3 separate regions of the Oryctolagus cuniculus genome follow, and regions 1 and 3 are each linked to region 2. The links are chromatin contacts, called in public Hi-C maps. All regions are on one chromosome and are shown on one strand. The core of a region is the stretch at or near the end of the contact, and the rest is flanking DNA. Distances in the headings are between cores, read along the strand shown. Region 1 has its middle 7.2 kb from the start of DNAH7. Region 2 holds the start of STK17B (serine/threonine kinase 17b). Region 3 overlaps HECW2 (HECT, C2 and WW domain containing E3 ubiquitin protein ligase 2).

Region 1 (4,720 bases), core at 758-3,257, 67 kb after region 2:
GGGTAAAGACCATCCATTTCAGGATTTGAGATTAAAAAAGGGAGAAAATGGTATAGAATTTAACAGTAAATGTTAACATTCTATTTTAGCAGCTTAGAAACTCTGAATGACTTTTTTTTGTTTTTCCTTTAAAAAAAAAGATCTGTAGCCATTATCTGAATATTCGTTTAAAAATATATTACTATGCAATTATTTTGAAAATAACCTATCTTCAATTACTAGTATTTGAAAGTATGTCCATATATATATATATATATATATATATTTTGAAGAACATGGAACCTTGCCCAGGTGCTCCTTACAGGAAATGTGGGGCGGCCCTAAATCAGACTCATACTGAAAGTGGGTCACAGAACTGCTAACAGGCAATAAGGATTTAGCATTATTACTTCTTAATGTTATGATTTGACACTTGGGGAACAGATGATTCTTCTCATGTGTAATTCTTTATCCTTCATGACCTTGAAGGACATTCTAATTCCAGCTTCCGCACCCTTTTATTCTGCAGTCTGAATAACAAATAATAATAAGATGTCAGCTTCTGTTTCAGTCCTATTTATTGTAAAGATAGAGTACTATTGTATGTGTCAAGTTCTCATTCACAAGTTTTTTGATTTGACTTGTGTTATTATAAACATTCACATGTTTATAACATGATTTGACTAAGGATTTTTAAAAAATTTGCTTACTGGTGATGAAAATGTTCATCACGCACTCTCCTTGCTTCATTACCTGTGTAGGTGATGGCTGTTATATCATAGTAACTTTAATTCATTCTGATTGAAAGTGAATACTCAGAAAAAACCATGGCAGGAGTACCAGAGTAAACTGCACAAACAGAAGTCTCTTACCATGTATACTTTTTTGGTTCTTTCTTTTTAAGAATCTACAATTTAAAGGAAAAAGACAATTTTTCAAATGTTATCAAAATGATTCAAACTGTATTTGTACCCTTACCCTTGGTGAGTTCTATTACTAAAATGCATGAGACAAAGTAAACTGAAGGAAAACTGACATGAACAGTTATTCGTGAATGTGCAGAATGTCTACTTCATGTACAGCATTGTGATACGTACTAAAGTAATACACTATGTAACAGGGTGTGCTTGAGCCTGATAAGAAACTTCGTGGTTGGGGGAGACTAGTAAATGAAGTGGTTAAATAGGAATGCAAAGTGTGCATTGTCAGACAATTGATTTGGGTAAATGTTATAGGTGTTTGGAGAGGGAGTTCAGTCAGGCTGGGAACATCTCTTGGGGAAAGAAAGATTTGAATTGGACCTTTATAAGGGCTGGAAGTTGTAATTTACATTTGTGAAGGTAAAGGGAAAGCAATTCCTTTCAGGGAAAGCAATCCCTGCCCAACTTTCAGTTGCCTCCCTGTCTTCTCCTCACTCTCAAGCTTACATATAGCAGGGGCTCACCCTAGACCACACGGGACCTTGCTGCAGTGCTGTTTCTGGCCTAGTGGTGTACAGTACAAGGCAATACAACTCTGGTCACATTCTGTACTTCTACAAGCTCGTCCTGGAAATTTGGCACAGGACACACTGTGTACTTATCATCAGTACTTGACAAATACTTCAGAGTACATAATTAATGAACTTACGATTTTTAGGGTCATTCTATAAAGCACTGCAGGTGGAATGAAAAACGAAGGTGCAGGGAACTTGGAAACCTAATTTGTACTAGGAATTGAGCTAGATGTTTGAATATATTATCTAAATCAATCTAAAATGCTGTGGAACCAATTCAGAGAAGAGAAAATAAGTAGTAGTTTAAATCACAGAGTAACTTGCCCACCCTACCAACCAGTTGAGACAAAATCATGTTTTAAACTAGCTTTGATCCAGAAAATACTTCCTTTTCCTAAACTATATTCCTGCTCTCGATACAGAAAACTTATTCTTTTTTTTTTTTTTAGATACCAGAAATATTTCAGTGTTGAAATTACAGAGAAGAGAACTTGCCAAATTAGTTACAAGGTCAAATAAAACATTTGACAGACTAAAAATTTTTGGAGAGGTATTGTATTCAACCTTTGACCAGGAACAGAGAATGTCTTGCTGTATGTCCTTTGGAAAGATTATGAAAGCAAATAAAGAGAAAGTTTTCTAGTTGCCCCAAGCAATCATGAAAACACTACCTATCTACGTGATTACCTAGCAAAGTTGAAAAGCTTTATAGGGCAAATAAAAAGTTCAGAATCAACTCTGTGCCAATGACCTTTAAGCCACTTGTGAAATATGGAATGTCAAGTACAGCACATTTATGAAATCTATAGACAGAAGGTTGAGAGGCAAAGTTCTGACACTTTGGCCTATGAAGGACATATTCCAGAGCTTCCAGGGAATAAGATCTGATGTTTTTCCAAATAAAAATCAGTTTATTTATATATTGTTGCTTCCCCATGCACAAAAAATGACAAAGGTATTACCTAAAATATACTATATCTTTAGCATATATGAAATAATCTTTTGTTAAATCTACCTTAATAAAGAAGTCAGGTTACTTTCCAAACATGTAATTCTTTCCAGCTTTAATACATGACTATATTTCTTGATGGTTGCAAAAGTATAAAAATTTAAAACAGTCTAAGTCTGGTAAAATAGTTTTTCTTTCTGATTTGCAGGTGAATATATCTCCCTCTAGTGTTGAAAGAAACTAATACAAGTAGCTGTGTTTTTCTCCTCTGGTTGTGATTAGTAGAAGGTCAACGTGTGGTAATAAAGCAACATCGTTACCTGTTTTTATGGGAAGTGGTTCATATATAGCTCAATGTTTTCACAAATACCACATGCCTGAATTGTCAACCACATTTTGTAGTGTTCTTTTAGATCTAAGTTATCTATTGTAACTCTTTGTGCTTGCATAAATCTCGTTAAAGGGTTGATAAAATATATAATCTTTAAATTTCCAGTTTCCAGATAGAGAAAACAATAGCCCCAGAGCTTGGTCCTTAAACCTCTTTCTTCTTCCTTCCCTTTCTTTCTTTTCTTTCTCTTTCTTCTCTCCTTTCTTCCTTTCTTCTCTCCTTTCTCTTTTCTTTCCCTCCCCCTTTCTCTCCCCCTTTCTCTCTCCCTCCCTCCCTCCCTTCCTTCCTCCCTTCCTCCCGCCCTCCCTCCCTTCCTTCCTCCTCCCCTCCCTCCCTCCCTTCCTTCCTCCCCCCTCCCTCCCTCTCATTTGATGACCTTAGCTAATCTTGTGGCTTCAATGACCATCTGGCTCTGGATGAATTCTATTCTAAATCCCAACTATAGCTACACCCAGAGTTGTAGAGCTTCCTGTCTCCTCAACATCTGACTTGGATTTTTTAATGGTTGTCTCATATTTAACATGTTTAAAGCTGAGTTTTTAATTTTCTTTCCCCTTCTAATATGCCCTCTCCTTGGCCTTCCCCTTTAAAAGGCATTACTATCTACCAAGTGTTTCAGCCAAAATAACTTGAAAGTCCTTTTCCCTTATGCTTAACCCTGGCATCAAGTCTACCCACAAGTCCCTTTAGGTTTTCTTCCAAAATGCATGCCTTCTCTCCATCAGCACTTATGCCCCTGGTTTAAATCACCAGTGTTACTCCCCTCACCTACTCCAATAACCTACTAATTGAGCTGCCTGCTTCCACTCTTGCCTCATTTCAGTCTATGGTTTCTAATTAAAACAAGATCCATCCTCACTATGTTCCTTCTCCAGGACAAACAATGAAAACGTGTGAATCTCATTCCCATATTCAGATCTTAGAACTTGCTCTCTTACTTCCTACTTCCTTGCTTCTCTTATTCCCCACACCTTTGAATGGCAGGCTCCTTTTTGTCATGCAGGTCTCAGCTCAAATGTTTCCTTGGAGCGATTTCCCTCCCATCACTGTGGCTCTTTTTCTCCTCATACTTTTTCACCAGCTGGAATTATTTTATTAATATCCTTCTTTCCTTGCTAATATTCCACTTCTTTTTCCTAGAGCAACAGGGAGGATCTTGACCTGTCTCCTATATCTCCTATGCCCAGAACAATGCCTAGCAGATGTTCAATAAATGTGTGACTGAGCAAGATGAACACAATAAGGATGTGTGTAGATTCACAAAGAGAAAAGTATGGGCAGAGACAAAAATACCAGCTCTTGGACTAATTTTTCTTAACCTCATGCATGCCCCCTATAATAATAAATAAAGATCTGTCACCTTGCCTCAAAAGGTGAATGTATTACCAACACTTGCACTCCTTGTCCCCTTCCACATATACATTTTCAAATCAGGAGGCCAAAAATTAAGTAGGAACAAATAACTGCATAAGAAGTCAAAACTCAGCAGCTGTATAAGCTTACATAATGTATTTTTAAAGGAAAATGAAGTATCTTCTCATAAAATATTCCATTAGAATTAGCACAAATATGGGCATGAAATTCTTAACCAAGCATTTGGTTCATGTCTAATTGAATAATTTAACAACAACAACAACAAAAAAAAACCCCACCCAAACCATGAGAAAAAAAGACAAGATTATAAATACAAGTGAACTTCATGCTCAGGGAACCAAAACATCAGCAAGTCAATTTCTCTTCTCTATTTGGTATTTCCTTTTTGCTTTAATAGGGGGGAAAAAACCAGCTTCTGCTCCCGGATACCTTCTCTTAAAATGGATTTCCACATTTCTAGATTAGTAAGTCAAAAGCATACAGATAGCTGTATTCAAAGTAAACTGGGCAAAGGGAGTATTTCAGGGAGACA
Region 2 (4,877 bases), core at 1,135-3,634:
CACCCTCCTTAAGCCAGAGTGTGGTAACAACCTGGAGGGTCACTGTGTTGGCTTGCTGGGTTTTCTGTGACAAACACCACAGAGTAGATGGCTTACATGGCAGACATTTGTTTTTCTGCCGTTCTGGAGGCTAGAAGTCCCAGATCAAGGTGTCAGCAGATTCAGTTTTTCTTGAAACAGCTTGGCCTGCAGGTAGATGTCCCTTGGTCTGTATGGACTTTCTCCTAATTTCTTCTCATAATGACAACAGTCATACTGGATTGGGGTCCACCCATATTATCTCATTTTACTTCATTTACCTCTTTAAAGGCCTCATCTCCAAATATGGCTATATTTTGATGTACTGGGAGGGGATTAGTACACAGAAATTGAGTGGGAACAAACGTCAAGCCTTACGTCGCTGGTCAGAAATGTAACACTAAAGGATGATCAATTTAATGGATTGTGTGGTCAAAGGCAATGACCACAGAATGGCAGTCAAGTCACATGGGGATTTCCTACTCAAAGGAATGAGAGCAAGAATATATAGCTTCAATATGATATGAATGAGACCAGGCAAAAGAGGAGGGTTGCAGGGATGTACTGTCTCCTGAATTTTCCTGCAAGCCCTCAGAGTAGGTTCAGTCTCCTTATCAGCAGCAGGAATTTCTTGTTACTCGAGCATCATTGCCAGAGACCAACAAATGTAGCTGAATGTCTATGGAAGAGTGTGATTAGCTCTGGTAGACAACTCTGACATCAGACACAACCATTCACAGCCTGTTTAGGAGCATGACCGAAAGACATGGAACAAATGTAGGCCAAACATCCAGTAATATACAGCAAAGAGGTGACTGGGCAGGGAATGGAAAATAGAAATCAGCCAAGATTTCTGATTTCTGGAGAGAGTTACCTTCTGAGACTTGGAAACTGATGAAAAAGATAATGAAAAGCAGCAGCCAAGGCAGAGGAAAGAAAATGCAAGACATGCTAAGATGCCCCAGGAAGTTTGGTGGCTGAAGCAGAGTCTGTGACTGGGAGGATTGGTTGGAAGTGGTGATGAGGAGAGAAGGGTTTGTGTCCAGGTGTGAAGTGATGTTGGACTGGGTTTATGACAAAGGACAAGGCAGGTTCTGTGTGAGAGGATTACTAACAGCTGGCAATTGGTCAAATGTTGAAATTAAGGAGGTCCACGATTACATAATCACATACACAAAAACCCACCACAGCGATGTACTCCAGACACACCAAGAGGTTACTTACTGGTTGCAGTGCTGGTGCTGAGACCTCTGGCAGGCAGCACCTGTGTTTATGAAAGAAAAGACAAGTACAGTGTCATTGGTTTGCAGACACCTGAAAAGTCAGCTGAGCATGCAACTTCCTTTTTTATTTCCATCCCACCATTAGGCTTCTCCAGTCAGGCCAATTGTTAGCAACAAGAAATTAGACAGATGGAAGTAATCCTCTCCACCTGACAAGGCTTAGAAGCTAGACCCATTAAACCAGGAGGAATCAGTGTAAGTAAGGACAGATGGATGTCATTAGATGGGATGATGCATTCTTTTTTTTGCGTTTATCTTGGGGCGCATACAGTATGGAGCAGAAAACAAACTGCTTGATGGAAATTGGCTTGGCTTCGTGAGACAGAACAAGAAAATTTCCCCTTTAAATGATGGCTCTTAAAGTCTTTCGAAAGGAAGAGGACAATTCCACTCCCTTCATCTTTTCCCAATAGTTTGCTGTAGCTAGTGTAAATATGTTCTGCCACCAACCCTAGATTTTATAGGTAAAGTAAGAACGCTCAGCTTTTTCATTGTCTCAGATTCTGAGCGGGTTGCCATGTGCGTTCTTCCCCTTAGCTCCACATATCGGGACTCCCCCTGTCTCAGAAGGACACGCTTCGCGGGAGCAGACTTCACAGCGGGGCCCAGGCTCCACAAATCCCCCAAGCAATGCTGATGTTCCGAGGAACTTCTACCAAGTTGTAGCGAACTGGGCCCTCCACTGGGAGGGCAGTTTCGGGGCACAGGGAAGTAGACCCGGTAAGTCAGGGAACAGTTCTTGGGAAGGCACAAAAGTCTGGTGAAAAGTCGCAAGCAGCTGGGACGAATTTGGCTTCTTACCGCTCCTCGTACCTAGGGGACGCACTAGTCTGAGGGTGGGAAGCAGCGTGGCAAAGGTTACAGCTACTCCGTGCGCCGCCTCACCCCTCCCCTCAGCGCGCCCCACCTGCCCAGCGCAGTCGTCCGGCCGCCGCCAACCAGCCCGGCGCGGGCCACACCCTCTCACCGCTGGGACCACGCCCCGTAGCACGCGCCGCCGGCCGGCCGGCGCCCCGCCCCGCCCGTCACGTGACAGCCCCACCCTCCGCGAGCGCCTCCATTGGCCCTCACGCCGCAGGGGGTGGGACCTGGCGAACAGCAGTGCCTCCGGAGTCGGCTGCAGTTTTCAAACCTCAACTGTAAGCTTCGGTCATCGTCTGTGCTGCGGTCGCCGGGAGTCTCCTCACTGGGGGCCAGGTCACAACTGTAGCTTCCTGTTGGGAAAAAGGAAAAGTGGATCTTGCCAGCCTCCCACCTACCCGGCCAGAGCTGGCGAACACGTCCTGTCGCGGTTCCTGGCGCGGGGCGGGACAGGAGCCCCCTCAACGGGGGCAGCCTCGGAAGAACCTGCTGTGGCCAGAGAGGTCAGTGTCCTCAGCCTCGCGTGTCCGCGGGCCTGTCGGGATTGGCAGGTGGGCTTGGAGAGAAGGGCGGGGTAGCTGGGGGAGCAGAGGGGTCCTCTCGGACCCCGGGCTCGGCGGAGACGGGCTCGGAGCCTGCCGCCCCTCGGGTGACCCCCTGCTCCAGCCAGAGTCCAGCTTCGCTGGCCCCGTCGGGTGCGGGTTGGGGGTGGGGGGTGGTCTTCCCGACACCCCTGCCAGCCGCGGGAGCCCTGTTTGCGGGTCAGCCCGTGCAGCCCTTCGCGGCGGGCTCGCGTCCCTTCCACGTCCTGCCGACGTGGTCCTCGGGGCACAGGACGTGTTCACGTCTGGGCTCGCGGACACGGCCTGCTCACAGCTGTCTTTCGTACTCGACGAAGTTCCTCCTCATCTTGCAGGGAGCTTTCAGCTACTTCTTGTGAACCAGATTTTTTTTTTTTTTTTTTAACGCTAGAGACTAGAGAACAAGTCGAATTTTCAGGGATTTTTAAGCAATATTTTAAAAATAATAAAGTATATAAGGCACATAGTGTACATGACCCATTCTCAAACTGTACAGCTCCGTGGTGACTATGATTTTGACATTTGCCCGGGTTCTTCGGTTTATTGTGGGGAAAAGCGCCTCGTTGAGGTCTAAGTGGAGATAAAGTTGAGACTTTATGGCAGCTGATAGCTGGTGTTAGTCCTTCCTGTCTGACTATGATGGGACTGGAAGCAACTCCAACATCAGTTTGTAAATTGCAATTAAGAAGAAAAATACGTTTTTAAACCCAGCCATAATGCAGATCAGATTTCAATATTTACGGACATTAGGTCTGTGGATCACGTTCACTGATCGTTTTGCCGATGTAATGTTTACCTCTGTGGTAGCAATGATATGCTGAACCTTGCAGGGATGTTTGATAAGGTGTAGCCCCTGTAAGTTTTCAAGTCCATGAGAAAGTATGAGCTGAGTCGGCATGGGCTGTAGAAATGACTGGGCAAGTGACGGCATGTGTAAGCTGGCATTTTGAATCCAAGAGCACAATTTAATTGAAGGAAAAGATAAACCTACTCTCTCATTGATACACTATTTTGTAGTTGTACGATGAACTGTCCAGAAGTAGTATTGAACAACTTCTAAAATGTTAGCTTTATAACTACATACTTAAAGAAAATTGCGTAGTGTTTTAAAAGCTGAGATGTTCAACTAAAAAAAACTATTTTAAAAATGGGAGTTATTAATAGCTGTTTCATTTCTGAGATACAACTTTATACATTTTAGATCATTTTTCTAAAAATAGGAATCTAAAATTGAAGTAAAATAGGTTTACTTACATGGTGGTATGTTTTAAAAGTAAGCTTTCTGTAATAATTTCAAGACTTTGTGTGTAGATGGAATAGTTACAACTTCTCTTGGTCATTGATTGATGAATTGCAACTTGATTAAGATAGAATCATTTTGATGGAACTAGAGAAGACTGATCACTGTCAACATATGAATAACACATTTGAAGAAGATACATTTTATGGATTACATTTTTTATCAATTTTATTTTTAAGCTTGCACTGAGAATATTTTACTGCTGTTAAGTGAACCTTTAATTTTTTAATAAGTTTGTTTTAAAGCTGCCTGGCTTTTATAAGGGAGAATTTTGTTATCAAAACTTCCCCATTTTAATCTGAGAGGCTCAATTAAAAACCCAGAAGTCAAGGAAATCAATGACTAACACTTCCACTCAGTCCTCGATCCACATGCTGTAAACTTGCATGTGTGGTGTATGGTGGTGCATATTTCCTGAATGTAAAAATTAACAGTTATGTACTACCTTTCCACTTTGGGAAAACTTCAGATGTATCCAGTTGCTCTCATTTTCCCATAATACTGATGACAATGATTTTGTTTATAAATAGTCTATATTCTATAATAGACAATTGTCAAAGTATATATCTTTGAATATTTCAATTAAAAATGTTTTTATAAATTTAAGTCACAACCACATATTTTATCTAAATATGTTGCTATTTACAAGGCACATTTTATTTAAATTTTATCTTTGATTTATTTATCTTTTTTGTTTAACCTGGAACTTCACTGCGATCTTAACCATACGAATTAATCAGTTTCTTTTACTGTTTTTATGTAATATATTTTTGATTCATCCCAGGCTCTTTGCAACTACTCCAAAAAAGGGGTAGTTTTACTTTAGACGTTAAC
Region 3 (4,702 bases), core at 1,700-4,199, 100 kb before region 2:
TTGGTTTAATTTGAAGAAAAGTAAGAAGGAATTAGTAATGACTGGAAGTTCAAGAGAAGATGCTGATAAGCCCTTTTGCACATCCAAGGAGAGCCCCATACGAAGAAATGAAAGTTACAGTGGGATAAAAATTTGCTTAAATATGGGGAAGAAATTTTTAAGTTAGGTTTGCTAGATTACATTAAAATATTCAGCCAAGGCTGTGGGATTGTGGAATCCTCATTAGTATTCCTTTAAATTATTATACATCTGAGAGTTGCCTGGAGAAAATTGGCTGAACTAAGAATTACTGTAATTTTACTGTGCTCTACTTTGTCATTTTGCAGTGACCCATGGTAACCACATGAGGGCCCTCTAATATCCTAACCAAAAGGACCAAAAAAATCTCACTTTTTCCTTCAGCAGCTTAAATTACTAGAAGGAATGTTTTAGGACAAATTTTCTCCCCTTTAATATGGGCTTATGCTTCAAGTGTATGTCATCATTGATGTACATTGTTTCTAAAAATTTCCTTAGATAAATAGAATTAAGATTCTTTTCTGGCATGCCTTTTCTATCTGTGTGTATGTCATATTTTCAATATTATATTGTAGGGCCAATATTTTTATAGCTTCTGTTAAAAGAAAAAATTATGAATGCAATAAATAACTGGATTTGGTTCATCAAAATTCCACTCTTGGAATTTCCCTTCATAATTTACATGCTTGCTCTAATGCCTCATGTGCTTGCTGGTTTTAAGTGTAGACACAGAAGAATATACATGAGAAGCTCATATAAAAATGATATATAAATCTTTTGCGGGATGAGGTATGTACAAAAAATATTTATGTTTTATGAGTAGCTAATAAATCTTTACCTTGCTCTCATATAAACCATTAGTGGTGAACTAGATGACGCTAGCAGCATTTGTCTTAAAAGCAGAACAAACCTTTGGACCTGTATGCAATATGTAGCATAATTATGACTGTCTGACTTCTCACATGGAGAGTGCACTTGAGCCACTTCCCTTATTGTGAGTTCATGAGTCTGACTGTTCAGGCCAATCAAGACTGTTTTCCTAGGAAACATGCATAGGATAGTTAGATATACTTGCTTTTTAAACCTTCTACCTTACAACTGGAATTGTTTTCATGGTCCAGCACTAGACTGTTGTGAGGGAGGGACCCTAAGGGGTCTGTTAAAATTTGAGTGAAGATTTCTCATCCTATTGATATTAACTGACCAGTAGAACAGAAATAACTCCCTCAAGACACAGCGTTCAGCCATGGTGTTGCTAAATCTTTGCAGGGACATCTTTTCTGATGCAGCTGTTGGAAGTGTGCACATCCTTACCACAATCTGATTCCACAAGTGAGGTCTCGAGAAGACCTCTGGCTGTTCTCAGAAATGAAAACACATGGCAGCCTACTGACAGGAGGGAAAGTACATCTCAGCATATTGAGGTCATAAATTTTCTGACTGACTGATAGTGTGTAGTTAATGATTGAATCCCCCCAGAGAGTGACTCTAAGCTACTAACTCAAAACAAGCAAGGTGAGAAAACTCCTACTTGTATATCTGAGTCTTTCCATCCTCCATCTCCTACTCATTCAGCCCATCCTCTGGTCAGTAGAAATCTTGATATCTTTCCCATACAACACATTAACGCTTACCAAACACCTACTCCGTGTGTTCGACATGGTGGTTGATGTTGTAGGGGGCACAAATAAATAACATGTGTTTCCTTAATTGAGAGAGAATCTGTAAAATCATAATACAAATGAATAAACATGAGTGAAAAATGCTTTATAAACTTTTATAATAGTAGAGAAGGAAAAGTGTGTCTTTACCCTTTTAGATAATGATAGATTTTTTTCTTTCTCTTTCTGCCTTTACTAAAGTATAATTGATAAATAATAAAAACTGTTAATAATTACAACTACTTTAGAAATACACATCAAGCATAGCAAAAGCTCTGAGGAGATTCATTTGACTTGATCTCAAAGGGAAGAGAAGTCTTCGTTGAGTAGGGACTGTTTGAACCAGGCTTTGAAGAATGGGTAAGAGCATTCTTGAGGGATAAGCAAGCAGCAAAGGGTGGGGAAGATATTTCTTGTGTTAGATCTTTAGAAAAATCCTCAGCCAACGGCTAACTGATGTAGTATGATAAAATGGTTGTGAAGGTTTCAGTGGGTGGGAATACAAGCTCTATTTTAAAAATATCAATATATCAATCTATGTTATTTTTCCTTTTGTTCTCTGCTTTTTCTACTGTTCTACTGTTGTCTTAAAAGACCTCTAGTATTTGGGGGGAAATGCTAAGGCAAAGCTAGACTAGTGTTAGAGCTTTCTACTAAGACTATTAATGGGTATACTTAGCTATCTGCTTTTGTGTATGAGTTTCTAAATCTATAATAAGTACAATAAATAATTCAGGTTAGGGCAACCCAATTTAGCTCCTCCACACCTGCTGCTGTTAGCTCCCTGTTGTGGGAGGCTCAAACCAGAAAGAGCTGTTGTGCCAGGTGCTCTAATAGGCATGTAAAATTGCTTCTAAGGAGATGATACATTAACTCAGAACCCCACAGGAAGATTGCTGCTCTTCATCCCTCCTCTGCTGAGACAGGGAATTCTCTGGCCTGCCTTGGCCAATGGAAGGAACATCTTGGCACTGTCCCAATATATTTTGTACCACCCAGTTCTTCCCATTGACAGTATTGTTGCAGGTTGTGTTCTGTCAATGCAGAAGTTATTCCTGATCAACAGGTCTGCTATTTAGCTGCTGCATTCTTAGTAATCATAAGCATATTGAACTACTTCAGTGCTAAATAGCCACTATCCCACCTCCTTTTAAGGATATGGCTGTGCCATTCTTCTCTCTGTTCAGCTACTAAAGTGGGGCTTTCAAGGACTGAGAACCTTGTTTCAGCTCCACAGCTGGCAGCTGTTCCAGTCCTTTGGTATTTCACCATGCTCATTGTTAAGTACTTGGAACAATTTGGTTGAGATTGCTGATAGAAAGCTCTGTAGCTCTGAGCACAGAACATAAATGATGCTTGTGTTTGCAGGTAGGAGAAGATTCTCGACATGCAGGACCACCAGTTCTTCCCAGGCCATCCAGTACATTCAATACAGTCAGCAGGCCACAGTACCAGGACATGGTTCCAGTGGGTATGTGACCCCTTTCCAGAAGCTTTTGTGCTTTCATGTCAGAGGAAACCACGTATACTGTGCAAATACTTCCTTGTTGTCCGCCTGCTACTTTTGATGTGCATTCAGAAATTGCCTCGTTATCCTTAAGAAATTTAGAGCAAATCCTGGAGACTTAAATCTCCAAGGGCTTTGTCTTGCAAAATTCTATAGGAGGAGATTTTAAAACTATTATTATTCTGCCATTTCTGAGAACTATTATATTGCTGAAGTTGAGGAAAACTGTTTATTTTGCAATCATTGTGAGGTAAGCATTTGGACAAGTGTATACTTGAGGTTTGAGACAGAATTTAGATGATGTGGGAATCTGTAATAGCCTCGCAAATTAAAAAAAACAATGATAGCATATTTTTTTTTTTACTTGAGAGAATCAGAGAGGGAGATAGGACTCTCATCTACTAATTCACTCCCCAGTTGGACTAAGGCTGGAAACATCACATTATGCCTTCCAGAGTCTGCATTGCAGGAAGCTGGAATTGGGAGCAGGAGCCAGAAATTGAACCCAGGCATTCCAGTGTAGTATGCAGGCATCTTAATTGGTGTCTTATCTACTAGACAAAATATCTGCTTCAATAGCACATTCTTGAGATATTTTGTAGCAAATTGGAGGCATCAAGAGCCTAAAAAAAAGAAAGTTAAAAATAAATCAATGCAGGCATATAGTAGAAAACAACTTGAATAGTTATTAAAATAATAAGGTTTGGGACCAGCATTGTAGCATAGCAGGTAAAACTGTAGCCTACAACACTGGCATTCCATATTGGTGCTGGTTCAAGTCCTGGCTATTCCACTTCCAATCCAGCTCCCTGCTAATGGCCTGGGAAGAGTGGTGAAAGAGTGCTTAAGTGTTTGGGCGCCTGCTGCCCAATGTGGGATAAAGCTCTAAACTTAGGCCTGGCTCAGCCCTGGCCATTGCAAACACTTGGGGAGTGAACCAGCAGATGGAAGATCTTTCTCTCTCTCTGTAACTCTGACTTTCAAATAAATAACTCAGTCTTTTTAAAAAATTTGTTAAATGATAAGGTTTAAGTAAATCAGTGATTTTCAATTATAGAATCTCTAAGGCAGGTGGGGTAGACAGGTGGATAGAGGAATGTACAAGTTCTTCTCTACAGCTTAAATTAGAGAAATTCTCTATTTGTTTGCTTCTGCTTTAAATTTTTTAATTAAAAAAATTTATCTTGAAGTATAATGGCCATGACATAAAGAAGTTTGACAACTACTGATAGGAAGAAATCTAGGGTCAAAGTCTAGCAGTTTGTGGTTTATGATATCACTATTAACACAATACTAAATATTGCATGTCGAATTTTAAAATACTATACAATTTTTGCTTAAAATTTATCAAGTCTCTGCTCTTGGGTAGAATATAAACTTCAATTCAATTACATAAGTGTCTCCATTATTCATGTGTTATGAAATGTTAATTTAGAGAAACTCTGAGTTAGCAGTGGGATTCCATTTTAGCAGATAGTATCTATTAAAACGTCTTTTTCATATTTCATTAAAATAT

What was found. A called contact is a pair of places that touch in the nucleus more often than the background predicts.
Region 1: a Hi-C map of an unstated tissue shows a contact between it and region 2, with 2.3 times the contacts expected there. The contact joins the enhancer-like site here to the promoter of STK17B in region 2. A contact is called at or near these places in 2 of 6 Hi-C or Micro-C datasets (skin fibroblasts and an unstated tissue).
Region 3: a contact with region 2 is called in a Hi-C map of skin fibroblasts, with 4 times the contacts expected there. The contact joins the enhancer-like site here to the promoter of STK17B in region 2. A contact is called at or near these places in 3 of 6 Hi-C or Micro-C datasets (embryonic fibroblasts, skin fibroblasts and an unstated tissue).

The regions. Positions count from the first base shown.
Region 1 is chr3:44,233,009-44,237,728 of mOryCun1.1, forward strand. No RefSeq gene overlaps it. Among named protein-coding and RNA genes, the nearest start is that of DNAH7, 7.2 kb to the right of the region's middle. Within about 2 kb of position 2,008, at least 1 of the 8 cell types and tissues checked has an H3K27ac peak or open chromatin away from gene starts, as enhancers often do.
Region 2 is chr3:44,165,559-44,170,435 of mOryCun1.1, forward strand. STK17B (serine/threonine kinase 17b) reads left to right here and starts at 2,385. Exons shown (of 8, transcript XM_002712358.5): 1 at 2,385-2,665. LOC103348804 (a long non-coding RNA gene) reads right to left here and starts at 2,385. Exons shown (of 4, transcript XR_517106.4): 1 at 2,115-2,385; 2 at 1,243-1,282.
Region 3 is chr3:44,063,937-44,068,638 of mOryCun1.1, forward strand. It overlaps HECW2 (HECT, C2 and WW domain containing E3 ubiquitin protein ligase 2), which reads left to right. Exons shown (of 29, transcript XM_051849334.2): 16 at 3,048-3,150. Among named protein-coding and RNA genes, the nearest start is that of STK17B, 100 kb to the right of the region's middle. Within about 2 kb of position 2,950, at least 1 of the 8 cell types and tissues checked has an H3K27ac peak or open chromatin away from gene starts, as enhancers often do.